Regions from separate parts of the Mus musculus genome. Here region 2 is linked to region 1. Evidence: chromatin contacts called from public HiChIP or PLAC-seq data. All regions are on one chromosome and are shown on one strand. The core of a region is the stretch at or near the end of the contact, and the rest is flanking DNA. Distances in the headings are between cores, read along the strand shown.

Evidence for each region. HiChIP or PLAC-seq counts read pairs in DNA pulled down with a chosen protein or histone mark.
Region 2: a contact with region 1 is called in an HNF4G HiChIP or PLAC-seq map of pancreatic cancer cells. The contact joins two enhancer-like sites. A contact is called at or near these places in 9 of 484 Hi-C or Micro-C datasets (bone marrow-derived macrophages, embryonic stem cells, epidermal suprabasal cells and 2 more) and 16 of 115 datasets of contacts at active chromatin or transcription factors (VIP interneurons, bone marrow-derived macrophages, differentiating embryonic stem cells and 7 more).

The regions. Positions count from the first base shown.
Region 1 is chr4:150,867,385-150,873,526 of GRCm38.p6, forward strand. It overlaps Errfi1 (ERBB receptor feedback inhibitor 1), which reads left to right. Exons shown (of 4, transcript NM_133753.2): 4 at 1-1,505. The coding sequence ends at 118. Among named protein-coding and RNA genes, the nearest start is that of Errfi1, 15 kb to the left of the region's middle. Within about 2 kb of position 3,662, at least 189 of the 459 cell types and tissues checked have an H3K27ac peak or open chromatin away from gene starts, as enhancers often do. A contact at or near this core is called in VIP interneurons, epidermal suprabasal cells, heart atrium and 1 more, where this site is marked.
Region 2 is chr4:150,743,500-150,749,641 of GRCm38.p6, forward strand. No RefSeq gene overlaps it. Among named protein-coding and RNA genes, the nearest start is that of Gm36600, 41 kb to the left of the region's middle. Within about 2 kb of position 2,747, at least 125 of the 459 cell types and tissues checked have an H3K27ac peak or open chromatin away from gene starts, as enhancers often do. A contact at or near this core is called in VIP interneurons, epidermal suprabasal cells, heart atrium and 1 more, where this site is marked.

The DNA of each region.
Region 1 (6,142 bases), core at 2,412-4,911:
GCCATTACCTGCTGCCTGTGGTATGGCCTCTGCCACAGAAAAGCTGGCCTCCAGAATGAAAATAGATATGGGTAGCCACGGGAAGCGCAAACACTTATCCTACGTGGTTTCTCCATAAATATGGGGGTCATGATTCAACAGAAGTTACATGGGATGAATGGCTCCCAGTTTTCCAGTTTGAGGTTCGTAGAACAATGTCAAGTGGCAAAATGAAGTTGGTGGACTCCGCCTTAATGAGAAAGGCTTAGAGCAGTTATGAGGTGCTGTTATGCTGGGAGTCCCTGATCTATCAGCATAGGAGAAAAAAGTATGATTTAAAGATGTGCTAGGGGGAGGGAAAAATGGGCAACTTTTACATTTGACTACATTATATACCTATGTATAAAAGTGCGGTGTAACCATAGACCATAGCTGCAGGATAACCAATTAGTCACTCTTAGAGTAATCTGTATTCAGAACAATTCAAACAAGCTGGAGGAACAGCTCCTGATAGTGTGAGAATTGAGCAAATGGGAGAAAGCAATATTGTTAGATCAGATTATAAATTTGTTAAGTTTAAAGATTCCTGGCATACAGGCCTGCTCTATAAATTTGTTTTCCCCTTCCCTGCCAGCAGTCTTCTCCATACACGACAGGGCGTGTTCTCCACCAGGCCTGTAACATCTTGTTGAGATCATTTCTATGGCCCAATACTTGTCGCTCTGGGGTTTTGTCTTGTTGAGGAGAGGACAGCAGTTTCTGGACCATGTTATCACCTGTGTGTGTCTCATATCTTGGAAATTGACAGATTTGGTGAATAACTTTTCCATACTATTCCTGCTTTTCCCATCCACTGAAACAGCCTGTTGTAGCAAGAGGCTTTCAAGAGTGCAGTGGAGTTGCGCTGGCCATCAGTGTTTGGGGTCTGAGTTTGATAGACTAGTGCAGCGATCAGCCATATGATTGAGAGCTACTTTGGGGATATATGGTACGTTGTTTTTGTTTTTTAGACTTAATAAAGGACAACACGAGCTGGTCTTGTGTTGCTGGTTCCTATTCAGTATTTCCTGGGGATTGTTTGCTTTTTAAGTGAAACACTTCTGACCAATAGCACAGAACGTCTTAATGCCAGAGGTCACTTCAGCATCTTCCTGCTTTGAAAACTCACGCTGGCTGCTTCACTGCCCTGAGATTCAGTGAGACACGCAGTTTGTGTTCAGTTTTTACATCCTCTGATTGTTTATCTTGTGCAGATAAACACAAAGAGAAGGTGCTTGCTAGCAGGGACACTGCTGCCATGTCCCAACAAGCTGTTCAGTTTAAACTGCTGAATGACATTATTTGAGCTATTTAAAGCTTACTTTAGTATGAACTAAATGAAGGTTAAAACATGCTTTAGAAAAATGCACTGATCTCCGCACTGTGTGTACAGTATTGGACAAAGGATTTATTCATTTTGTTGCATTATTTTGAATATTGTCTTTTCATTTTAATAAAGTTATATTACTTATTTATGACACCGTTAATAATGTGTCTTGTCTAAACTCTTATAGGATGTCTCAAGCAATTGATAATATTTTTAAAGCATGACAGAAGAGTGTTTGAGGTTAATACATGTTGAAACTTATTGCAGATTTCTAAATGACAATTTGAGCAACTTGACTTGGGTATTATAAAAATGTATGGGGGCTGAAGACTTGGCTCAGTTGTTAAAGTGCTTGCCTAGCATGCACAGAACCCTGGATTTGATTCCTAGGATCACATAACCTGGGCATGGTAGTACATGCCCATAAGCCCAGCACTTGGGAGGCAGAGGCTGGAGAATCAGGAGTTCAAGGTCATCTTTGGTTACACATGCATTCGGGGTTTTAGGCCACATGAATCCCTGTGAAAGAAAGAGGGGGGGTGGGGGAAGGAAAGGAAAGGAAAGGAAAGGAAAGGAAGAAAGGAGAGAAATTTTGTGGTAAAATCAAGCCTTTTGTTCTTACCTGCAACAACTAAGTAACCTTGGTCCCGTGCTTCTGTGGAAACCTTGAGGGTCAGGGCTGTGCAGTCCGTAGAAAGGAGCATTCACTGTACAGATTTCTTGGGCTTCAGGATTACTCTGGGCCCTTTGTGGCCTTTGCTGCTGTTTGTCTGGGACCTTACTCTCCACTGCCAGGCATCACAGAGGGCCCTGCACACTGCTGTCTGCTGGGCTGCTGTATCAGAGCTGGTGGCCCTGTGTGTCGGGTGTTAGATTTGGGAAGAAGAGAGTTTGTGGCGATGTGATTTGGAAGTGTTTAAAAGGTACTCGGTAGGCAACTGAAGGGCATCTGACCCCTGGAAATGATGGTCAGAGTTGGAGATAGCGATTTGGAAGGTGTGATAGCAGACGAAGGCAAGCCTGTGAGGCCAGGAAGCAGGAAGCAGCTGGGCACGTTCCAGAAGCTGAAGGCCACGGGCGAGTAGGCTGAGCAGTGGAAAAGGGCAGTGGGTGCAACTCAAAAGATCCTAAGTGGGAGAGGAACACGATGTGATTTGTTTTAGGAAAGATGACAGTAGCTGTTGTGTGGGGAACATTTCAGAGAAGTGAAATTAGCAGAAACACTAAAAGCTACAGGCCAGGGCCCAAAACTGGCACCAGAGTGAAGGGGGGGCGGGGGAGGGGATGGAGAGACACATGGCTTTCAGAGTTGTTAGGATGACAGGCTCCAGCCTGAAAGCAGTCTGCACCGCCCTTCTTCCAGAACGGCGGTGGCTCTTGCGAGCTGGAACCGCCTGTGTCCTTGTACTAGCACTGAGCATTGCCTGGTACAGGAAGCCATGGTACTTACATTAGTTCCAGCTTCATTTCCTTACCTGTTTCTGTGTTTTCCCTTGAACTTTTGCGATATACTTTTCATGGTTTTTTCTGGTCAAAGAACTGTCCTTGGCGCCCATGCTAATGGCACACTGCTAAAACACCCAGGAGCCACTTGCCCACCTATACCTCCCCAGCCGGCACACCAAGCAAGTTGAATTTTTTTTTTCCAACTTATATGTCTGGGAGTTTTGCCTGTGTATGTCTGTGCATTGCATGCATGCAGTACCTGGTGCCCACAGGCCCAAAGATGGCGTGGGATCATGGTTTCTGACAGCCATGAGCTGCTACATGGATGCTGGGAACTGAACTCTGGTTCTCAGGCAGAGCAGCCAGTATTCTTAACGACTAAGCCATCTTTACAGCCCTGTGTGATATCTTAGGTAATTATCAAAATGGGAAGTTGGTATCTGCACGATCCTTGTATAATGTTTTGTTTAGCTGCAAACTGATACTTGGTCATAAAAACTAGAAACTGATTTGGCCATTCTGTCAGGCATTTTGTAAAAAGCTAGTGGAACTTTTAAAAAGCTGTCGTGCAAAGCCATGCAGTGCTCATGGCACTTGATGAGATGGTCCTGATGCTGGCTGGCTCCAGAGTAGTCTCCGCTCTTGGCATAGCTGGAGGCTTGAGGTTCCATACCTGAAATGAGAAAAAGCCCAAAGACAAGAATGTACATTTTGAATTGAGCTCTAAAGCTCTGAGGTATTCTTGCCCTAATATAAGATTTCTTCAAACTAGAAATGGCTTGAGGACTTGTTTTCTTTGTAGTGTAGGTCATTTGACAGAATGTTCTGGCGCCTTTGCGCCCTTCGGTGTGAGTCATGCCATTCTTTTGAGGCTCTGAGGGGTGAAGGGGAAGAGAACAGAATTTGTCTACACTGTTGGCCTCACCTCTTGCTCCCTGTAACTACACAAACATGGTTCAGGCGTGCCTAGCGCTGCTTACTGTGAGGGTGTGAGCTTGCTCGCCTTCGTCTCACCTGTATGGATTCAACTTCAGGATACTTGTATCCGAGCCACGGGGAGTCTGCGGCTCCCGCACGTTTAAACAAGCTCCCCTTAGCTTTCAAGATGTCTACTTGGAATCTGAAGCAGCAAACATACTTGTGTATGTTTTTCTGTACCTGAGCTTACATCAGAGCAACCTTGTGACTCAGAAGTCACCGCCCCATGGCAGTAGTGGGGTTTTGGTAAGGAGTGGGGGGCTGGGGACAGATGGGAAGGAATGTACTTCAAGTACTAGTTGGCACCTGTCTTGGAGCTGCTGTCAGGCTAGAGGCTTAGCCAGCGTGCCTCTTGAATGCTGTCATCTCTCACCCTGTAAGTTCAGACACCCGGAACCCCAAGCACAAAAGCCTGTAGCAATTACCCACAGGGATCCGCGTATCTGCCCCCCCTCCCCCAAAATGGAGCTGCTTAGGAATGTGCACTGCATTCTCTTCACAGATCCAGGCAGCACCTTCATTCCTTAGTAAACATCTAAACCCAGGCCTCCCATGGGTTTCTTCACAGTCATGAGGGTTAGCCAGTGCCTTCCCTAGGGACAGCATGACTTGTCCGCTCCCCTCTTGTGAAAGGCAGAATGAGTCGTGTCATTCTGGCCTGCACCAAGCCTTCCTCTGGCCTAGCCATGGCACCGCCTCAGGCACAGCACACAGGAAGCTGTACTTTGTTATTCTGAATTCCTGGCTAGCCTCATGTTCTTGGATGAACCAGTGTCCTTGTACACAGTGTCTCTCCTCCCTCATTGATCAGGGTTCTTGGCTGAGCAGCTGACAGCTTCTGCAGCCGCCTGAGTAATGGAGCCCAGCTCTGTAGCAGGAGCACCCACGGTGGCCAGCACAGGACCAGACTTGCCTGTGTACTGCCTCAGCCCAGCCCAGAAGCCTCTAATTACACGTCTGCTGTGTGCAGGAGCCCAGGTGGCCTGGGCCCAAGCGGGGGTGGGGGGTGGGGTGGGGGAAGCACAGGTCTGCTGTCACTGAAGGACGGTGCAGAGGCCCCTAGAGCAGCAAGGTCCAGACACACATTCCAATTTCATCACACCCCTCTCTGAAACCACTGCCACACTATGTCATCTACCTACAGACCTGCCCATGTGCCCCAAGAAGAGTCAGAAACTGACCTGGCCCCGTAGGAAGCTAAGGGCGGTGTGTTTTCCTCCACACAATATGGCATTGTCTCAGGGGTGGCTCATGTGGCAGAGCTCTGGCCCATTTGACTTGCCTGCAGATGTCTCAGTGTGAACAGCTCACAGTTGTCGGGAACTTGCTGTCTGCCAAGCACCGGGCGCTCCAGATCCTGTGCAGTGGCCCTGGGACTGAAGAGACAGCCTTTCAAGGCAAGCACAAGGGGGTTGGGGGTAGGGGAGCGGTTCTGCTCATGAGGACCTGGGTTCTTCCTGTCGCCCTGGCCTGCACTGCTCCCAGCCAGTGCCAGCCAGCATACCATGAAAGTTGAGCTGCGGGCCACAGAGACAGCGTCAGCTGAACCTGTCAGGAAAACAAGACAGCAAACAGATCAGTTTGCGTTTTGTTTTTAAAGTCATTTTTTTTCCCTTCCCAACTTAGCTGATGATGAATCTGAGCGTTCTTTTTGCAAAAATCCACCAATTTTCAATAGTAGATTGCCATTTGTTGTTTAGCAACGAGACTGATAAGGATCTCAAACAGAAACAGATTTAGGGATGTCGGGATGGCGAGATGGGCAAGCCTTAGCAACCTGAGTTTGATTCCTGGAAGAAACTAAATGACACAAGTCAGTTGTCCTTGGACCTCCATATCAGCACATGCCCGTGCACACACATTATTTTAAACTACTTTATGTCACTAAAATGCTCGATACAAATTTTTTTTTTCCTCTATAACCTGAAGTATACTAGTCTGTGAGAAACTTTTTTGTTTTTTCTGAGACAAAACCAAACCAAAACAAAACAAACAAACAAACAAACAAACAAACACCTCTGCATAGCCCTGCCTTGGCTGTCATAGAACTCACTGTGTAGACTAGGTTGGTCTGGAACTTACAAAGATCCATCTATCTGCCTCTGCCTTCTGAGCCCTGGGATTAAAGAGGTACACCAGTATACCTGGCTTATGGAAAACTTCTATTCTTGTAATATTTGTTGTTATTTTGAGGTAGGGCCATACTCTAGCCCAGAAGAACCTAAATTTACTCTGTATTCATCCTGGGCTCAAACTTAGTGATGAACCCCCTACCACAGACACCCAGGATTACAGGCATGTGAGCTACCACACATGGAAATTTTTTTCCCCCTCGTAACTTGTATAGTTAAGGATTTGGCGTCTTTAGTGACG
Region 2 (6,142 bases), core at 1,497-3,996, 120 kb before region 1:
AAATTGGAAACATTGTGTAACTTAATTTCTATGGAATTCTAGAACAAAGAAAACAAAATAGAGGAGCCTTAAGGAATCCTGGTGGGGTGGGGGATTGAGGGACTTTCTGGATGACGAAAGCAGATTTCCTGGAGTAGGGCGTGGTTCCTTGGTTACCAGCATTTCAAAATACATCAAGCTATGGGCTTTCGGGTCTGTGCATTTCTTTGTGTATGTCTTGCATGTGAACTTAAAAGGGATCTTAAAAGGGTGGCGGACTGCTCAGACTAGAGTGCTTGCTGTGCCTGGGTGAGGACCTAAGTCCTGAGCTCCAGAACCAGTGTACAAGCCGAAGGGGGCCGGGGCAGGGGGGAGGGGCGGGGGGGGGGCGCAGGTGGTGGTGGTGGTGGGGTGGTGTGTGCACCTGTAACCATGGTGACAGGGAGGCAGAGACCGGTACATCCTGGAGACTTGCTGCTGGCTATTCAGTGTATTGAAAATTATGAACTCCAGGTTCACGGAGACACCATCTCTCAAAGAGGCCTTTACATGCACAGGGGAGCTCACTCTTTCGCATGCCTATGCGCACACACACACACACACACACACACACACACACACAAGAGCATTTGGGGAGAAATTATAAAGTTACCTTTATAAAACCAATGACATGATGAACACAATTTTTTTTTGGGTAGGCCTGGATATCCTGGAACTCACTCTGTAGACCAGGCTGGCCTCGAACTCAGAAATTCGCCTGCCTCTGCCTCCCAAGTGCTGGGATTAAAGGCGTGCGCCACTATGCCCAGCTCTGAACACTAAATTTAATTGAGATCACAGTTGCCTCAAGCTGGGGAGGTGGCGGCAGAGGAAGGGACCCTATTTAAGGTGGGGGGGGGGAGGGTCAGAGATGACTCTAACTCTTGTTTCAAAGGTTGACTCCAAAGACAGTCCTTCATATCACTCTGTAATAACAAAATATATTCATATGATATGTGCACATATTTACATGTCATATTCATTATATTGTAAGTATCCAATAATGTATACATTCTAATTTTTAAAAGAATTTTATAGGGCTGGAGAGATATTCCACCACTTAAGAGCACTGGCCTCTCCTCCTCTCCTCTCCCCTCTCCTCTCTTCTCTTCTCTGAGCTCAATTCCCAGCATCCACATAGCAGCTCACAACTGTCTATAACTCCTGCTCCAGGGGATCCATCTGATCTCCTCTTCTGGCCTCCACAAAAGAGGCACCAGGCACACATGTGGCACAGGGATGTGTGTAGGCAAAGCACCCGTACACACCAAATAAAAATAAATCTTGAAAAAATTGTATGTATATGTGTCCGTGTGTGTGCACACATGATTGGGTGTATATGTGTCTGTGTGTGTGCACACATGATTGGGTGTATATGTGTCTGTGTGTGTGCACACATGATTGGGTGTATATGTGTCTGTGTGTGTGCACACATGATTGGGTGTATATGTGACTGTGTGTGTGCACACATGATTGGGTGTATATGTATCTGTGTGTGCACATATGATTGGGTGTATATGTATTTGTGTGTGCACACATGATTGGGTGTACATGTGCTCCTGACTGCGGAGCATCTCTCCACACCCAGTTGAAAGCAGGAGCTGGAGAGATGGCCAGCAGTTGAGAGCACTTACCATTCTTCCAGAGGACCTGGGTTCAGTTCCCAGCATGACTCAGCAGCTCTTAAGCATCTGTAACTCCTGACCTCTTCTGGGCTCCAATGACCCTGCACATAGGTGCTGTGCTTATGTGCAAGCAAAATACTCACACACATACACTACAAATAAATCCTAAATCAGTGTTTAAAGCAACATGGGGTAGGAGGAGCCTGGGCTACATAGGAAGACCTTTCAATGTGTCCCCTTAAGAGCAACTTCAGTTGACAAAATGAATTGTCACCTGGAAAAGATTAATTGTGTCTCATCCAAAGAATTCCTCCTTATGACACTCCATTGGCCCCTTGCTGCCGGTGGTCTAGGCCCATGTGTCAGTCACACAGGGCTCTGCAAGCCAGTACCTGCCAAAGGACTAGATTTGATTTTCCTCAGATGTCATGCGGAGAATCCATGACCCTGCTCACACAACCTCCCTCTGCCTCCCTGCCTCTGCCTGTTTCCGTGCCAGCATGTCCTCCTGGTGAGCCTAGAGGATGCTCATGGGCTCAACTCCAGCTTCAGCCTTCCAGAGCCCAACCTCAAGACCTGACAGCAGACAGCTTGGAGAGCAGCTGAGGAGCCAGGCTCTGCTGGGCTGAAAGCATCCTCTGTAGGCTGGGATCTCCTGACATACAACGGCCTCTTCTCCTACCTGGATACTTCCGATTAGCACAAAGGGATCCTGACCATCTCCTGTGTGGACCAGCTGGGTCCTCTGCAGTCTCTGAGCTCCAATCAGCCTTTCAGTCTCCCTAGGAAACAGGGTGCCAGAGAGCTGGTGACTGGCCACAGTGACTGTTTGAAGCTCACCCACCAAGGGGCTAACCTGCAGATGCCCCCTGACTAACCCTGTTTCCCTTGGGCAGGTCACAGACCCTGCAACAGAAGGAGCACATACCCACACCCCCCAACACACACACAATGACTACAATGTTGAGTCTAAACAGGATGAAACTTTGGCCTCTGTCACTATTTATTTTTTTATGTTTTTAATTAAATCTCTGGGGTCACTGACACCCTGGAGCCAGAGAAATGCAACCCTGAAGCTAGCTTGTTAATGATACACCATCTGTCTGTTCACACGGGGCGGTCACATGATCTTTGCTCTGCAGAACATCCTGTCTCACTGGCCTAAACCGGTTTGTGGGTGAAATGCTTGGGAGAAATGCCAGACACTCTCTCTCTCTCAATCTCCCTCTCTCTCAATCCTCTCTCTCTCTCTCTCTCCCCATCCTACAATGAGCAGTCAGGAAAAAAAAAGAAATCAGCTCTTAGTATCAACTCTGTTCCCTTTGTGCCAACCGTGGGTAGCACGACATCACCCTCTTTGCGCTGTAGGAGTCTAGTGGAGTCACCTGGCTTCTGGTGGCACCCTCGGAGAAGGGAAGAGATAAAAAGGCGGCACAGTGCAATCAAAGAGGAGACTTCAGTCAAAGAACACGCACAGTGTCCTCAGCATCCAACTAAGGCTCTGAGGGACCCTGGAACCCCAACCAGGGTAGAAGGGGACAGAGCCAGGAGCCCTCTGACTTTGACAATGAGAGGGCGTATGACTCATTTTTACCCATAATACTCTGATCATTGACTTGGGCCCGAGATTAGATAAAACCACTTAAGACTGTTTTCCCGATGGTGGTTTTTAGACCTGCAGCTTTTAGCTATTAAAAATGTCTCAGGAGCCGGGCCTGGTGGCGCATGCCTTTAATCCCAGCACTCGGGAGGCAGAGGCAGGAGGGTTTCTGAGTTCGAGGCCAGCCTGGTCTACAAAGTGAGTTCCAGGACAGCCAGGGCTATACAGAGAAACCATGTCTCGAAAAACAAAACAAAACAAAACAAACAAACAAACAAAAAAAACCAACAAAAAAAATGTCTCAGGAAGGAAAAGTCCACAAAGGTCCTGTAAGCGCCGGCCCTCCTGTGCCCACCATCATCCCCAGGGCAGTGGGAATCAACCTGAAGGACTTGACTCTTGGAGGACAGAAGATGAGCAGCTGTAAACTACGCTTTATGAACTCCCCTGGACTTGGGCACTCCAAAACCGCTGGGACACGTTAGATGATCGCATGCCTGCAGAACTACCCTCAGTTACCATGTCAGAGCAGGTGGCAAGCCACCACAACATGGGAGTTTGTCCTGGAGTACCCTCCTGGGCAGGTGACTGCAGCTGCAGAGGAGGTAGTGGGTAGGGAGCAAGAAGTTGTATCAGATAGGTGCCTAGCACCCAAGGTCTAACATGTGGAAATCTGGGTGATGAAGGCCCTGGCTGCTGACAAAAGCAGATAGTGCCCCCGCCCCCAACACATCTTGCATCTTTTCTTTTGACAGTAGTTGCTACCACCCTTCTCTGCAGGCAGATGTCACTTTCTGTGTCACTAGGGATGGGATGGTCTATTCTTTTGTTGTTATTATTGTTTTGTTTTGTTTCTTCTAGACAGGGTTTCTCTGTATAGCTCTGGCTGTCCTGGAACTCACTTTGTAGACCAGGCTGGCCTCGAACTTAGAAATCCACCTGCCTCTGTTTCCCAAGTGCTGGGATTAAAGGCATGCATCACCACTGCCCGGCTTGGTCTATTCTTTTTTCCTGATAATTCCACTTTTTCCTTAGAGGCCCTTGTGTGTGTGTGTGTGTGTGTGTGAGAGAGAGAGAGAGAGAGAGAGAGACAGAGACAGAGACAGAGACAGAGACAGAGACAGAGAGACAGAGAGAGAGAGACAGAGAGAGAGAGAGACAGAGAGACAGAGAGAAAGAGACAGAGAAACAGAGACACAGAGAGAGAGAGACAGGAAAAGGAGGCAGACAGATGGAAGGAGAGAGACAGAGACAGAGAGGAGAGAGACAGAGAGAGGAAAAGAAAAACAGATGGAAAGAGAGAGTGAAACACAGAGACAGAAAGACAGAGAAAATAGAGAGACAGAGACAGGAGAGAGAGACAAAGAGAGGAGAGACAGATGGGTAAGAGAGAGAGAGAGAGAGAGAGAGAGAGAGAGAGAGATCAATAGATAAATGTTCTTGCAGGAGCCTGGCCCTGGAGAACGAATGACTCATGCTCATTTATTTCACATCCTGGGCCTGTGGACTATTTCTCCAATCACCAAAGAGCCAATGGCCCAGGGCTTCTTATCACTCACTGATAGGAGTTCGCAGCCCATAAAACCCAGCTCTGCTCCACTCTGCAGGAAAACATCTGCACCTGGGCTTCTTGGCCCAGAAGAATGTGACTTAGTCACCTGTGGGTAAGTGTAGCCATTGTTCTGCCTCCCCTGTACAGGCCAGCCACCCCAGATCAATCACATGTGGTTGACAGCCGCAGGGGACCCTGGCTGGGATGTGCATTCCTCTGGTTTCTCGCCAGCCCCCCCTCCCCCCAGTAAAACATCGGTGATGGCCCTGAGCAAGCATGGGGCAAAGCTTATCTTCCTAAAGCCCAGGCTCACTCACTCCCCTCATCGGTGACAGTGATGGTGTGACCTACACTGAGGACGCGATGACAAGCTGCTGCTAAGAATTCCAGGCTGCCTTCCTCCAGTAGCACCTGGCTTTCAGGCACAAAAACACAGGGTGATGATGCTGTCACCGGATGTCAAAGGTGACTCTTGGATAAGACCATGAGTCACTTCCAGCCCTGGTCCTACTGGAGGGGCTGCTCAAAACAGCAGCTGTTGGCCCTCTCAGTCTGCGCTCGACATTTGGGTGGTTGAACGGAGTGGAAAGGCTTTGGTGCTGGACCATGTGAAAACTCATGACAGATCCTTTCATGCAAGAACTCAAAAAAAAGTGCTCAGGTTGAGCGAGCCTCCTGGGGAGGTGCTTTCTCTCAATGCCATTTTTTTTTAACGCCCTGAAGAAACAGAATGGCCTTTGCCGGTGGCATCTCAGCCGCCATGTCTAGGGGACAGCATGTCCTCAGCTCTCAGTTGGTCGGTCAGTCAGTCTGTCCATCTATCTGGCCCTCCCTTCCACCACTCTCACCCTCGACCTGTCCCACCTCACCCATCCTGCTGGACCTGGGTCAGCCCCACCTCCTATAATGCTTGCCCAGATGCTTCCCCCAGCTGAACTCCCACAGGACAGGCTAAATCAGGTCACCGACCCTACACAGCTTGTCCAACATGATCCAGAAGGTTCTGGTTGGCAGCATCGCCCAGACAGAGAGACACGCAGTCCCCACCCACAGCCTCGCAGTGTAGGGAAAGGGGACAGGATAAAGTGCAAGGCCCCTAGGGCCGTTGCCCAAAGAGATCTGTACAATTCCAACTCATCATTTACCCATCAAAGCAAGTCAAGTGGTCGCTCCTGCCTCAGAGGTGACCCTACAAGGAGTCCCGGGATCTAGGCTATTGCTCTGCCTTAGGGTGGGGACCACAGTCATCACACACTGTTACCTGGAGGGTTGGTCAGGTCAAAGGAAGGGGAGGCCTGAATCAAGCCTGACTTTCAGAGCGTGGCTGGCAGACTCAGTTCTCACGGG